2 separate regions of the Mus musculus genome follow, and region 2 is linked to region 1. Evidence: chromatin contacts called from public Hi-C data. All regions are on one chromosome and are shown on one strand. Each heading gives the region's core, a stretch centred on a gene start, on an enhancer-like site or on the middle of the called end of the contact. The rest is flanking DNA. Distances are from core to core; before and after follow the strand shown.

What was found. Hi-C and Micro-C count contacts between places; a contact is called where the count stands out from the background.
Region 2: a contact with region 1 is called in a Hi-C map of cortical neurons, with 2.0 times the contacts expected there. The contact joins two enhancer-like sites. A contact is called at or near these places in 1 of 15 datasets of contacts at CTCF or cohesin (the NIH/3T3 cell line), 6 of 484 Hi-C or Micro-C datasets (the N1E-115 cell line, cortical neurons, frontal cortex and 2 more) and 2 of 115 datasets of contacts at active chromatin or transcription factors (embryonic fibroblasts and embryonic stem cells).

Annotation. Positions count from the first base shown.
Region 1 is chr12:98,989,287-98,995,781 of GRCm38.p6, forward strand. No RefSeq gene overlaps it. Among named protein-coding and RNA genes, the nearest start is that of Gm40554, 32 kb to the right of the region's middle. Within about 2 kb of position 2,340, at least 36 of the 459 cell types and tissues checked have an H3K27ac peak or open chromatin away from gene starts, as enhancers often do. A contact at or near this core is called in the N1E-115 cell line, cortical neurons, embryonic fibroblasts and 1 more, where this site is marked.
Region 2 is chr12:99,059,814-99,065,978 of GRCm38.p6, forward strand. The region is part of intron 2 of Gm40554 (a long non-coding RNA gene); the gene reads left to right. Among named protein-coding and RNA genes, the nearest start is that of Gm40554, 38 kb to the left of the region's middle. Within about 2 kb of position 4,233, at least 28 of the 459 cell types and tissues checked have an H3K27ac peak or open chromatin away from gene starts, as enhancers often do. A contact at or near this core is called in the N1E-115 cell line, cortical neurons, embryonic fibroblasts and 1 more, where this site is marked.

The DNA of each region.
Region 1 (6,495 bases), core at 1,090-3,589:
GTGGAATCACAGCGTTTAGAACTGGAAGAACCTGAACCAAGAATTTTGCCCCACCCTCTTTTTATTTTCATACAAGGAAATATGGTCCCAGCACCTTTGCTGACCTGGGGAGACAGGTTTCTGAGCCATTTCAGGTGCCCTTTGTGCACAGCCACCTGCCACCTTGGTGCACTGGTCATGGGCACATCCCGGCTCTGGACACTTGGACTGTACCTCTATGGACCCTTGGCAAGGCAGGGCCCTTTGCCTCCTGGTTTGGGACTGTGTGGGAGCATAATAATAAATCAGGAAGCAGACAGAACTATGGAAAGGAGTAAAGAGTCCAAGGAATTGCAAGGCAGCGACAGAGTGCTGCTTCGTTATGCTAACCTCATGCTAGATGTAGTGCTAAGAACCAATGTGGAAGCCCAACAGTTCACTTCTATTGTGCTTATGTGCACACACGCCCCTCCACGCACACGTTTTTGAGCAAGGTGCACAAACAGGGAACAAGAACAATCATACACGACAGTCATCGGGGCGACACCGAGTTCAATGACCCAGTAATAATCACCTGTGATTATTTCTTTCAAAGACACCTTTCTGTTGAGAGCATGTTTTGCCATTACTTAAAACCATTCCCTTCATCTTATCCACCTCCCTGAACACGATAAAACAGAAAGGCAAACCGAGCTTACAGTGTACTTGGAAGTCAAGCCCAACTGCTAAAAGCTGTGAGTGGAACCAGGCAGAGCTGAGGGGCAGCTGAGCCCCAGCGAGCACACTCCATGTGCTAGCACGATAAAAACCCCAGTGAAGGCTGCAACCTGGCAGAGTCGAGAACCTTACAGAAGCCATGAGCATAGCAGTAGGAATGGGGCCTCTGTGATGTGGCTTCCAGCCTAAAATTTCATGACTTAATATTTGTGTCTTTTAGAAACAGTAATTTGGTCTATAAGACATAACTGACCCACAAGCATGCTCTTTTTCAGGGGATAATTGGAAATAGATTTAATTCAAGTCCAAGAGTTAATTCAATCCCATCTACTTTTCCACAGCCCAATATAACCATATATTTAATGATTTGAAGTCTTCCACCCTGAAATGTGTATGCATATACCCTTCTGGCAAACTCTTCATAAAACCTATATTGCTTCTCAGAGAAAACTAGAAATTGTAAAAAAAAATCCGTTTCTTATACAATTTCAGGACTGAGCTAGGAGGAGACTTACTTACTTAACTTTCATGGGGGAGTGGAAGTCTTCTCCCTAAAAATTGTTATCCCCAGATTTCTTAAAATGAAAGAGTCTGGAATTAACCTGTTCCTGCCTGTGATTTTGTTTGATAATCAGGGTTTGGTAGTTTTGCATCGTAGTTTGCATCAGTCACCCACAGGCTTCTTAGCTATCTCCTACAGAAGGAAAATGGGGAAAACGAGGTTATAGACATAGCCTGGGAGTGGGGGTGGGGTGACAAGTCCTGCGGAGGGAGAAGATCCCACTGCCACCCAGTTCTCCTTCCCAGAGTAAGCTGTTACTCATTGACATTTTGGCAAACCTGTGACATTTCACTAAAGCTTATGACATTGCATTTACTTATGGGGAAAGCCCTTGGAGTGTGCAGTGTGGCATGGAGAATTCTGAAGACCTTTCCTTGGAGGGCTAGTTGTCAAAAATACAACTGTTACCTAGGCATAGTGGTGCTTGCCTACAATCTCAGTATTTAAGGGGATAAGGTAAGATTTGGGGTTCAAGGCTAGTCTGAGATATGTAATGAGACCCTGTTTTAAGACAGAAACCAACCAGATAACACACACACACACACACACACACACACACACACACACAGAGAGAGAGAGAGAGAGAGAGAGAGAGAGAGAGAGAGAGAGATAGAGAGAGAGAGAGAGAGAGGGTCAGGAATAAATAATTTTCTTTCTGCATTCATGGCTGGTCTTTTATGTTTATTCATGTGTGGGAACGGTTTACAGAAGAACCATTGACTAATAGCTGAGTAATCACCATAGCAACCAAAGCACCCATCATCTGAACCATATCCCAGGCCAGTTCATGTTTACTGTTTTCTCTATCAAATGATGGATTTGAGGGAAAACAATCCTCTATAAAGATGTGTTCAGGAGTCACCATCTATTCATTCACACAACCACAAGTCCAGAAACAGCCTGACATGGAAGCCCTTTTAATCTTGGCTATATTTGATCTGAGACAGAGAATTGACAAGGTCATGGATCCCCTTTAACGGAGCAGGGATGTGTGTGTGTCTCAAAGTGGCCTCATCAAGGGCATGTAGTCCTTCTGCCAGCCTTGCCAATGTAAGACATGTGGGTTGACCCCCCAAGAGAGCTGCTGTGTGCTGATTTTATTCCAGTCCCTCACCCCATCCAGCACAGGATCCATGAGTCAGACAGCAACTCTGAGGAGGGAAAAAACATATTTAGAATAATTTTAGAAAAAGGAGACATGAGTGTGCCACTTTTAGAACCCAGATATCAAAGCAGGAAAGGAGAGGAACAAGAGAGAGAGAGAGAGAGAGAGAGAGAGAGAGAGAGAGAGAGAGAGAGAGAGAGAGAAACATGGATTTTTCCATCTTCCATTTTGTGAGACCATCTGCAATTCACTCTTGATAATCAGTTTGGGAGAAAGCTCAGGTGATGGGCCTTTGGTTGCCATGGCAATTATTCTGCCGTGTGCAGCCACTTAATGCATCTCTAATTTCCCTACAGAAGCACATGCAAGGTCAGCAGAGGACACGGAATGCTTCTCCCAGACTCCAGGGGAGCAAAGCTGGACTCTCAGCCAGGCACATGACCAACATGTCTTTCAAATTAATTTCATTCCCGGAAATATTAGTGGTTATCTTTAATATGGAATAGAATGAGTCAAGGTTAGGGTCTGGCAGAGGAGAGGCATAATTACATGTTTGCCTAATTCAACCTAATTTCATCTCAACCTTTCTCCAACAGTGCTGTGGAGAAAAGTCACAAGGTTTCAGGAGGAGGCAACCTGTTCACACAGACTACCTTGAGACCTCTTTTGTCAGGGGACCATCTTTTTTTTTTTTTTTTTTTTTTTTTTTTTTTTTTTTAACATGGAATATTTTGATTACGTTAGTTTTCTGGAGTTTGTATATATGTATACAATGCATTCTGGTTACTCACCCCCCCCTACCCCTTCCATCTCTTATCCCCCTCCTAATCTTACCAATGTCTACCCACCTACATATCTTTTCCCGTATTCATGACTTTTGGTTTTTGTTTTATGATCCACTTAGTTTAACTAGAGCCATCCGTGTGGCTGTTAGAGTGGAACTATCCAATGGTGTCTGGTAGGGTCACTAGTGGATACACAACCAAAGGCAATGACCTCCCACACCTCTTCCCTGGGCCTATCAGTATGCTAGGCCCCCTGCAGAAGGAATATAAGAGCCGAAAGACGTATAAAAGCATTAGAAATGTCATCTACCACACGAGACACATCTACTGTAGTCACAAACTCAACGTCTGTAGAGACGCACACTAGGTCTGCACAAGAACGGCCCATCGACAGTCAGGTGTGAGCAGATGAGGGGTTTAGGAGCATGCGCGTTTCATCCTGTGCCTCTCTCTGGGGCTCTTCTCCTTCTTGGGCTATGCACCTGATTGAGACCTTGATTTTGGTCCTCTGCGTATATATGCAGCATCACGCCCTGCCGGGGTCTCAAGACTCTGCCAATGAGCGTGAACTCTGTTCCTTAGAACTTACCAGACTCTCTGATATCCTCACTTCTTTTATTCCCTCACACCAGTATTTTTCTAGAATGGAGGCAGCAGGGGTGGGGGAGGGGGTGGCGGGTGTGGGGGAGGGGGTGGGGGAGGGGGTAGCGGGGGCGGAGGATGAATGATCGCCCTTTCATGTTTATCCTGTTTTGCCCACACTTATCCTTTCTGTTGCCTGGAGGCTTAGAGTTCCAGAGTGTTTATCGAGCATCTTTTCTAGTTTGCTTTTTGTTGCTGTGATAAAACACTGACCAAAACCAACTTGGGGAAGAAAGGGTTTATTTATTTCAGCTTCCAGCTTCCCTGTTACAGTTCATCACTGAGGGAATCCAGAGAAGAAACTCTGTGGGCAGGAACTGAAGCAGAGCCCATGAAAGGATGCTGTTGCTTACTGGCTTGCTCTCTGTGGCTTGCTCAGTCTGCTTTCTTATACAGACCCACCTGCCTAGGGATGACATAGCCCACAGTGACCTGGGCCCTTCTGCATAAATTAGCAAGTAAGAAAATGTTCCACAGGTGTGCCAATCTGATGGAGGCAATTCTTTAGCTGAAATTCCCCCTTCCTAGAGTACTCTATGTTTGTGTCAAGTTCACAGCTAGTATCAACCAGGATAACATTTATCAATGCTCACTTCTAGTTTAGGCTCGGAGGATACTGTAAATCAGTGGTTCTCAGCCTTCCTAATACCGCGAGACCCTTTAATACAGTTCCTCATGCAGTGGTGACCCCTAACTATAAATAAAATTATTTTGCTGCTACTTCATCACTGTAATTTTGCTTCTGTTATGAAGCATAGTGTAAATATATGATGTGCAGGATAGAATCGTATGACTCATATGAGATGATATGCAGGATATCTGATATGTGAACCCTAAAGGGGTTGCAGCCCACAGATTGAAAACCGCAGTGATAAAGCATATGAAAATCCTTGTGATTGTGTGGCTTACACTGTGACAGATGAGAAGGACAAGCACTAGATCTTGTGCTAATAAGGACCCAGGATGTAAAAGTAGGTACACACATTCCCACTAAGGGAAAATGAGGAGAAATGAATTGTAATTTTCAGTAATATAGGACAAACTGGATGGGGAAAGTAACATTTGGGGCTAGACTTAGAACACTGTGAGGTACATGCATAAAACACACATGTGCATGCATGTGTGCATTCATCATGATAATAGAAATAAGATGACAGGAGTAAAATCAGGTCAGATTAAATAAGTTCTAACTGCCGTGCAATACAATGGATGGATCACAATCTGGAAGCCTTCACAACCAGGTTGGAAGAAGTTTTTCTTAAGCAGCAACAGCATGTGCTGTAAAGTCAGAGAGAGGAACCATGCCAGCCTATTTCATGGTTACCTCTTATGTGTTATTGTTTTTAGCACAAGCAGGTGTTTGTGCCAACTTACCTATAGCTAATTGGTGTAATTTCCCTGAACCATGCCAACAAGAATGTAAAGTCAATGTCTTGTCTTTGCAATCTGAGCGTTGTGGGGAACATCAGGATGCCCTGAGTTTGAGTCACCCTTTGGGTGTGTCTAAACAGTGGCCTCTGGCTTGAGTTTTCTCAACAGAGACAGGTTAAACAATCATGGTCAGATTCCAGGGTAGAGGTTGCAGCCTCCTCTGCCTGTTTGGCTAACATGTTTGCTGCGTCCCTTTTCTCCACCGCTGCAGGCAGCCATCACTAACCTGGGTTTTATAACATGTGACAGGTCTTCCACGAGCTTTGTTTCATGACGAGCAGAACACCCTTTGGGGATAATGCAGATAACCATTTGTGCTATAGCACTCCCTAGGAACATGAGTCATTTTCAAAGATGCTATGCAGTAACTTGATTTTGCAAATGGCCTCACAATTAGATTCCGATGATCTAAACTTTATTAAATTCTGGCAGACATCTCCCATCCTATGATGTACCAGTCGAGAGCTCCCCCCATCCCACCCCCTGCTGCCTCAGTAATTTTACCTTCTAAGTTCTGCAGTCTTTTGTCTCATAACTGCTATGGAACAGACTAGCTTTATCCCTGGGGACCTCCTTGGACTTGAATTAAAGCTCAGTTTTGACCTGTATACTTGTCAATATCCATCAACCCAGTGATGGGTCGTTGTATTCTGGCTTAGCACTAAGTCACACTGCAAGTGCAAGGACTACTTCTTAAGTGGCAGATGCCCTTGTCCCAGAGTGGCATCATCAAGGGCACCCCGTCATTCTGCCAGCCTTGCCAATGTCCTATATGGTTACATACTTGATCCAGTTCTCATTATAGCACCTACTGACCTTTACAGATCTGTCCTGTGTGTAATCCAGTGAACATTTAGTATGTGTCTGCTTGGGGCCACTTTAAGCTCTTATACCTCACACATATGCTGCCACACTGAGGTATGGGAGACTTTCCCAGTCTTAGCTGTTTCCCCTCCGTCTCCACTCCCTCAAGGCAAATATCTCCCAAGTGAGCGTCCCTGCATTGTGTTTCTCTCAACCACAGAGGAAGGCTGGAGTATCTAGCACAGCTATGGTATTATGACCACTTTAATCCTCCATGTCCCTAGACTGTATTTGTAACCTGTTCTTCATTTTCAATGTGATCTAGAACTGGGCAGGATCTTGAGTCATCTCTTGGGTCACAGCAGTAAAAAATTAGCATCAGCTCTGAGCTAATAGAATTAGATTTAATTCTTTCACAACCTTATATAATAGGCCTCTGTCCCTCTTTCTGGGGAGCTCCAATTTTTTGA
Region 2 (6,165 bases), core at 2,983-5,482, 72 kb after region 1:
ACTCTTGTTGGCTACAGGAGAAGTTGCAAGCCCGCGGGTATATTACTGCATGGATAGATAGATAGATCCATTTCACTGCATAGATATGTGAGAACCGGGGTTCAGATCTACAAAATGGCAGGTGCTTCAGGACCACCATCCACACCACACAAAGCTGGGAAAAAAGGTTTCCAATATTGTAGGGAATAATCACAAAGGCTAGACTTAGAGGTAATGTTTGGGGTCCTTTCCACTAAGCCAATTGTGACCAGGAGCTTTTGTATCCTTGTCTTTAGAGGCCCTGTGTAGGACACCCAAATTCTGGGCCAGAAACTGTTGCAGGGAATTCGGGAGTGTTTACCAAGGCCCTACTCCCAGCAGGTGAGAGTGAAGCCCAGAGCCAGGAGGGGTGCCAGATTGGGGCTCTGCCCGGATGTCCACCCCTGTCTCTGCTAAAATCCGGGCTTCACATAGGATTTTTGAGGAAGACTCTAATAATCCACACGCAGCCATAAACATGAGGATATTGGCGCAAAGCAAGAAGTAAACCTGAAGAATGTGAGATTTGCCCCAGGTATCTCTATCGATTCAATAAGAATTAACTTGGTTTCACTGTAGAATGAAATTGTCAAGGGCTCTGTTAAACCTTTGTATAGCAATCTGTGTGGTCTGGAAAAAATGGAAGAGTCCAAGGGTGTCACTGATCCCATGGTCCACCCTCGAGTGGGTGGTTTCAATGGATCCTTGGAATGAATGCTGGACACTTGAAAACTGGTCAGAGTTAAGGGGACGAGCCATGAAGCTAACTCCATTATCAACTGTTCTACAAACAAAATACCCCAATATACGATGCTGTCTGTCTGTCTGTCTGTCTCTCTTGTTCCAGTGTAATCTAAGCCTCCACCATGCCTCAGCTAGAAGACTCCATCAGTCTCCTTCACAGATTACCCCCTCTCGGTTTTGCTTTTTGTCCTATCCCTTCCTTTCACCATCAGCACTGAGACCTTGGAAAACAATTAAGTTGAGCTGCTGCTTTTCCCTGCTGGAAATCGCTAAGTTCCCCCATCTCCCTGTAATTTAACCCCAAGCCTCTTCTCCTGGCCACTGAGCTGTATCCTGGTCCCCTCTGTCATCTGTCACCTCCTCCTCATTCCCTACCTTCCAGCCATATTGCAAGTGTTTACAGCCCCTGGGACCCACTGAGTTTTCCCTTTTCCCAGAAATGCCTACCTCTCTCTCTCTTGGGCTGGCACCTTCTTACCATGCAAGCTTCAGCACTGACACCCACTAGCTGCCATTGTCAGTGATGCCTGCTATAGGGATTGCTGTACTTATTCACTTGTGTCATTATTGTACTGGATGGTCGGTCCATGGGAGGGAAGTCCTTACTTGGTCAGGTCCATCATTGTGGTCTAATATAATAACGTTACTTCAGCATGAGTATTGGATGAAGTGATTGAAGTCTTTGAGGATTCGGCTGTGTCATAGGTTTAAATGTTCTCCAATTTCACATGGCAAAACCCCTACAGACCTATAACATTGATGATGATGATGATGACAACGACGACGACGATGATGATGATGACGACGATGACAACAACAACAACAACAAGGACAAAGACAGTGGTGTTGTTGTTGGTGGTGGTGAAAATACATATGACGGAGATGAAGCCCTCCCTAAATACAGTTCTTTGTGCTGTTAATGTTTTAGAGACTACTTGATGCTCAGTCTACTAGTTGATGCCCAGTGAGATAGGTTATAAGTCATGTTTATCTCTCTTTGGTGGTAGCAATGAAACACCTAGGTGGGCATCTTTTGTCTCTGTGATGTTCCATTTGGCATTCTTTTGAAGTGCTTGGCTTCAGAGTAGCATAGTCCTAGTCTGCCCCTCCCCCTTTGCCCTGTGGGAAAGACATAGCTTGACTGAGAAACTTAGCTCATTGAGTAAAGCCGGCAGATCTTGGGGCTTGCATGTCACTGTGTCATAACCCAGCCTGTCCTTCCTAATGCAACAGTGCCTGCATTTTGAATCCTTACTGTATACCACGACTCTTGCTTACAAGATCTCATTTGTTCTTTTTAGCATCTTATAAGGTAGATTTGATCATTACTTTATTTTACAGAAAAGGGAGCAAAGAGATAAAAAACAAAAAAAAAACCAACTTGCCCAAAATCTGTTAGGAAAATTGATGATTTTGAAATCTGAATCCACTGATTTTGAAGTCTGGCCGCAGAGCCCAGGCTTCTGGTCACTGAGCCACTGAGTCACTGAACTTTTAAGGAACACTCCACTTCCTACCTTCAGTTGTTTTAATAGTAAAGATAAAGTATGGAATCCACTGATGTGAAGAAGTCTCTCCCTGTGGTTATCATAAGAACATCTTTGAGATAAACCCACTTAAGGAGACGCTGCCCTGACTGGCTCCTCTTTGTCTTTGAAGCCCTAATTGAATGATCCTGGCAGCAGTTCTTTTCCATGGAGCCTGTCTGCCACTCTGTCCACTCATTTTAAAATGTATGGATCCCTCTGCTTTGGACCCGAGGCCATATTGATTCTGGAATATATGCCACTAATTGCTGAGTGCCTGCCTCTAAGAAGCAAGAACAGGGAGGGGGGGAAAGCTTGCATGTCAATATTTGTTACTAACCTTGACAGATAATCATTTTAAGTGATGGTGACTTTTTCCTCCTCTAAAGCTTTAATTACTGGCATGCACACACTGCAATCATTTTGTTCTTGTGTGTGTTTAATAGTCTGTAATCCATTTTAATTACATTCTTTGCTTATCAAGATCAGACTTCCAAGCAAGGATAGAACAGACTCTAGCTTCTGCCTTTTCTCTATGTCCCTCTTCTAGTCAGTGCCTCGAAAATACGCATGGATTTGAAACCAGTTTAGAAACAAATTTTACTCTTGGCACTTAAAACAAACAAACAAACAGACCCATTACAGAGAAGCCTCTCTCTGTACCTTTTCCAATCTGTTGGTCCATTAATACAGATGCTTCCTCCGATAAACTCGGAACTTGTGGAGAACTTTGAAAGGATGTAAGTCAGAGAGGGATCTCTCTCTCTCTCTCTCTTTCTCTCTCTCTGTGTGTGTCTTTCTCTTGGTGTGGGTAGTGAGTGAAAAGGTAGCTGGTTAAAATTCATTGACTTTGTGAATTCTTTATTTTGGGCATCTTTCAATTCATGAGTTACAATCCTATGAAAGCATTATATAAAGCACCAAACAGGACGGGGTTCTCAGGGCTGCTTCATGCTTTTGTTACTGGCCATCACTTAAGAGTGGCCAAGCACTTTCTGTGACCACATCTCCCTAACAGCTAACATTCTAATTTACTAGATGTGGCTTCACTAGAAAAGGAACCGGAGGGGTCTAGACCAATCACACAGAAAGATCCCGTGACTTACCTAACAGTCTCCGCCTGCGACTTCCTGAAGCATATTTGACAAAGCCCCAGCCAACTAAAAGAGAGGTCCAGAGCAAGCATTGTCCACCTAAGGATGCTGCCCCTCAACAGGAACAGACAGAGCCAAGCTGGGCATGACCGGTGCCTGGCTCCAGGCTCCCTGCCCGAATATGGTTCAGAACCCCAAGCTGGAGCAGAGTAATTGCAGGCTTTTCACGTTAAGCCAGTTTGAGTTGCTTTCCACTGACTTTGTTCTAACTAAAGTCCAACTATCAGGCTTGAAAGATACCCAATTTGGAATCTCCCACCCCCTTTTATTTGCCAAAGCCCCTGGAGTAACCATCAAATCAGCCCCAGATGGTTCATTAACATCAGCCAAATGCTTTCAAAATAAAAAAAAAAGAAGTGGTATTTTTGTTTTAATTAGATCCACACAGTAAGGTTCTTCCTCCCTATAATATCATCAGACTCTAGCATGCACACACAGAGAAGGGGGGAGGGAGGGAAGAGAGGGAGGCGGAGGAGCGCACTTGGAAACAAACGTCTACATATTAACTGAGGCCCTCCTTGGAGAAAATATAATGACAGAGCATTTTTGTCTATTTCCCAAATGAACACTGGCTGCTTGTGGGTGGCGTGTCAGAGCATCCATGTTCCCAGGTCCCAGCACAGAGTCAGGAAGGAAGGGGCATTTTCTCCAACTTGGACTTGACAGTACCCAACTGCCATCTTCATCCTGAGGAAGAAAGGCACTTGCTTTCCCAGGCACTGTCTGAGCTATGCGTTACTCATCAGGTTCCTGCAGAGAGGTTGATCAGGGTCTCCGGGAAGTGAGTCAGCAGTAAGACAAGCATTCCTGGGACACATCTGGAAGTGAGTCAGCAATAAGACAAGCATTCCCGGGACACATCTGGAAGTGAGTCAGCAGTAAGATAGCGCCATCCGGGCACATGTCACAGACCAGTTTCATCCGCCGTGTGCCCCTCTCTTTCTTTACCTGCGCCTCCATTTGTCAACCAACTTAACTCTCCTCTGTAGTTACTATGAAGCCCACTGGCACTGTCATACTTTATTATTGGAAAGTGAGTGGAAAGTCAGGGACCATGCAAAGTATAAGGAAGGTATCGCTACTGGAGAAAGTTGAAAGGGATATAGGAAACCTAAACTAATGATACATTCCTGGGCATGTTAATGCTGAGAATGGAAGGCCCGCTGAAACATGTACCTGACTCAACCACTAAACAGAGTCAAAGTGGCTTCTTTATTGCAAGCTCCCTCCTTGGATATCTTAATACGGTGATGTATGTGGTGGACCTACAAGGGGACGCTTCTGAGACAGCGGCTCCCCAGTCATTCAGTTCCATGTGTCCTTAGGGTGTGCACAGAAGCTCCAGTGCTGTTGGCATGGTAATAGCATCCTGAGCACAAAGATGAAGGATGTCTCAGTTGTCCCCTTTTGTTCTGAAGAGTTGAGACAGGCCTAGGACACCTTAAATAGAGGAAGAGTTGTTAAAGGGATAAACATGAAAATAAGGAACATAGATAGGGTCAAGGCCCTTAAGACCTGGGACAGAATCTAGGCTTTGGAAAGTCATTTAAATGATTTATAGCTCATTTAAGTGAATGTAACTCTTCAGTGGTGATTTATTGGATATGACACTAAATGCACAGGCAATAAAGGCAAAAGGCAGACATTTGTCATTGGTGGACATCAAATAAGCATTCAAGGACAGGACCAGTGGAATGAAAAGGTAACACACAAAATGAAAGAAAATATTTACAAATCACATATCCAGTAAAGGACTTTGTATACGGGATACAGAAAGGACTCTCACAACTCCGTCTTAAAAAGATGAATGACCCAGTTTGAACACTTGGCCAAGGATCCAGATGGATGCTTCCACAAGGATGAAAGATAAGTGGCCAACGATGAGAGAGGCTCAGTATCATTTGTCAACAGGTAGAGGAGGTGCAATTCCACATCCATTGCCATACAAAGGATTACTAACAATACACAGGGTAAGGACGCAGCAAAATGGAAAGTCCTCTGGTACTGCTGGGGGCGGGGTGGTGGTGACATCAGATGGCACAGCTACTTCAGAAAAGTCCGACAGCTCATCAAAAGGGCAGGTGTCCAGTTGTCACATGAGTCAGAAATCCGACTCCCAAGAAAAATAAAAGCATGTGTTCACTTCAAACTTGTTTCAGGTGCCCGCTGCTGTGTTGTTTGTAATAGCCCATCAACTAAAAAGTGGGTAAACCAGTGAGACATATCTGTGCAGTAGAGTATTGATCTAAAAACAATAACGAGATGAAGAACTTATGGGTGCGCCCTATAGCCAGCATGAAATTTGGTGAGAGCGTGCTGTGAAAGAAGCCAGTCACAATGGACCACATTTTATTTGATATCACTTCTATTGTAACGTCCTAAGTGGCAAACCTACAGTGTAAGAGGCAGGCTGCTAACGTCTGGAGACTATGTGGGGAAGGAAAGAGAGAAAGCTAGGGGTGGTAGAATGGCTACAGGGTGCTCGTCAGAGTGGTGGAGAGGAAATGAAAAGGTGTCATTAACTCTTATCAGCTCATAAATGCACAACTGCGGATTCATCAGAACCATGAAATCCATATGTATCGAGTGGGGGGAATTGTACAGTATATGAATTATCTCAATTAAGCCTTTCTTAGAATGGCTAGCAGCTAATGATACCCATTCCCTGTGTCTCTAACAATACAACACTGATTTGACACCAGGCACTACAGGACTACCAAGTA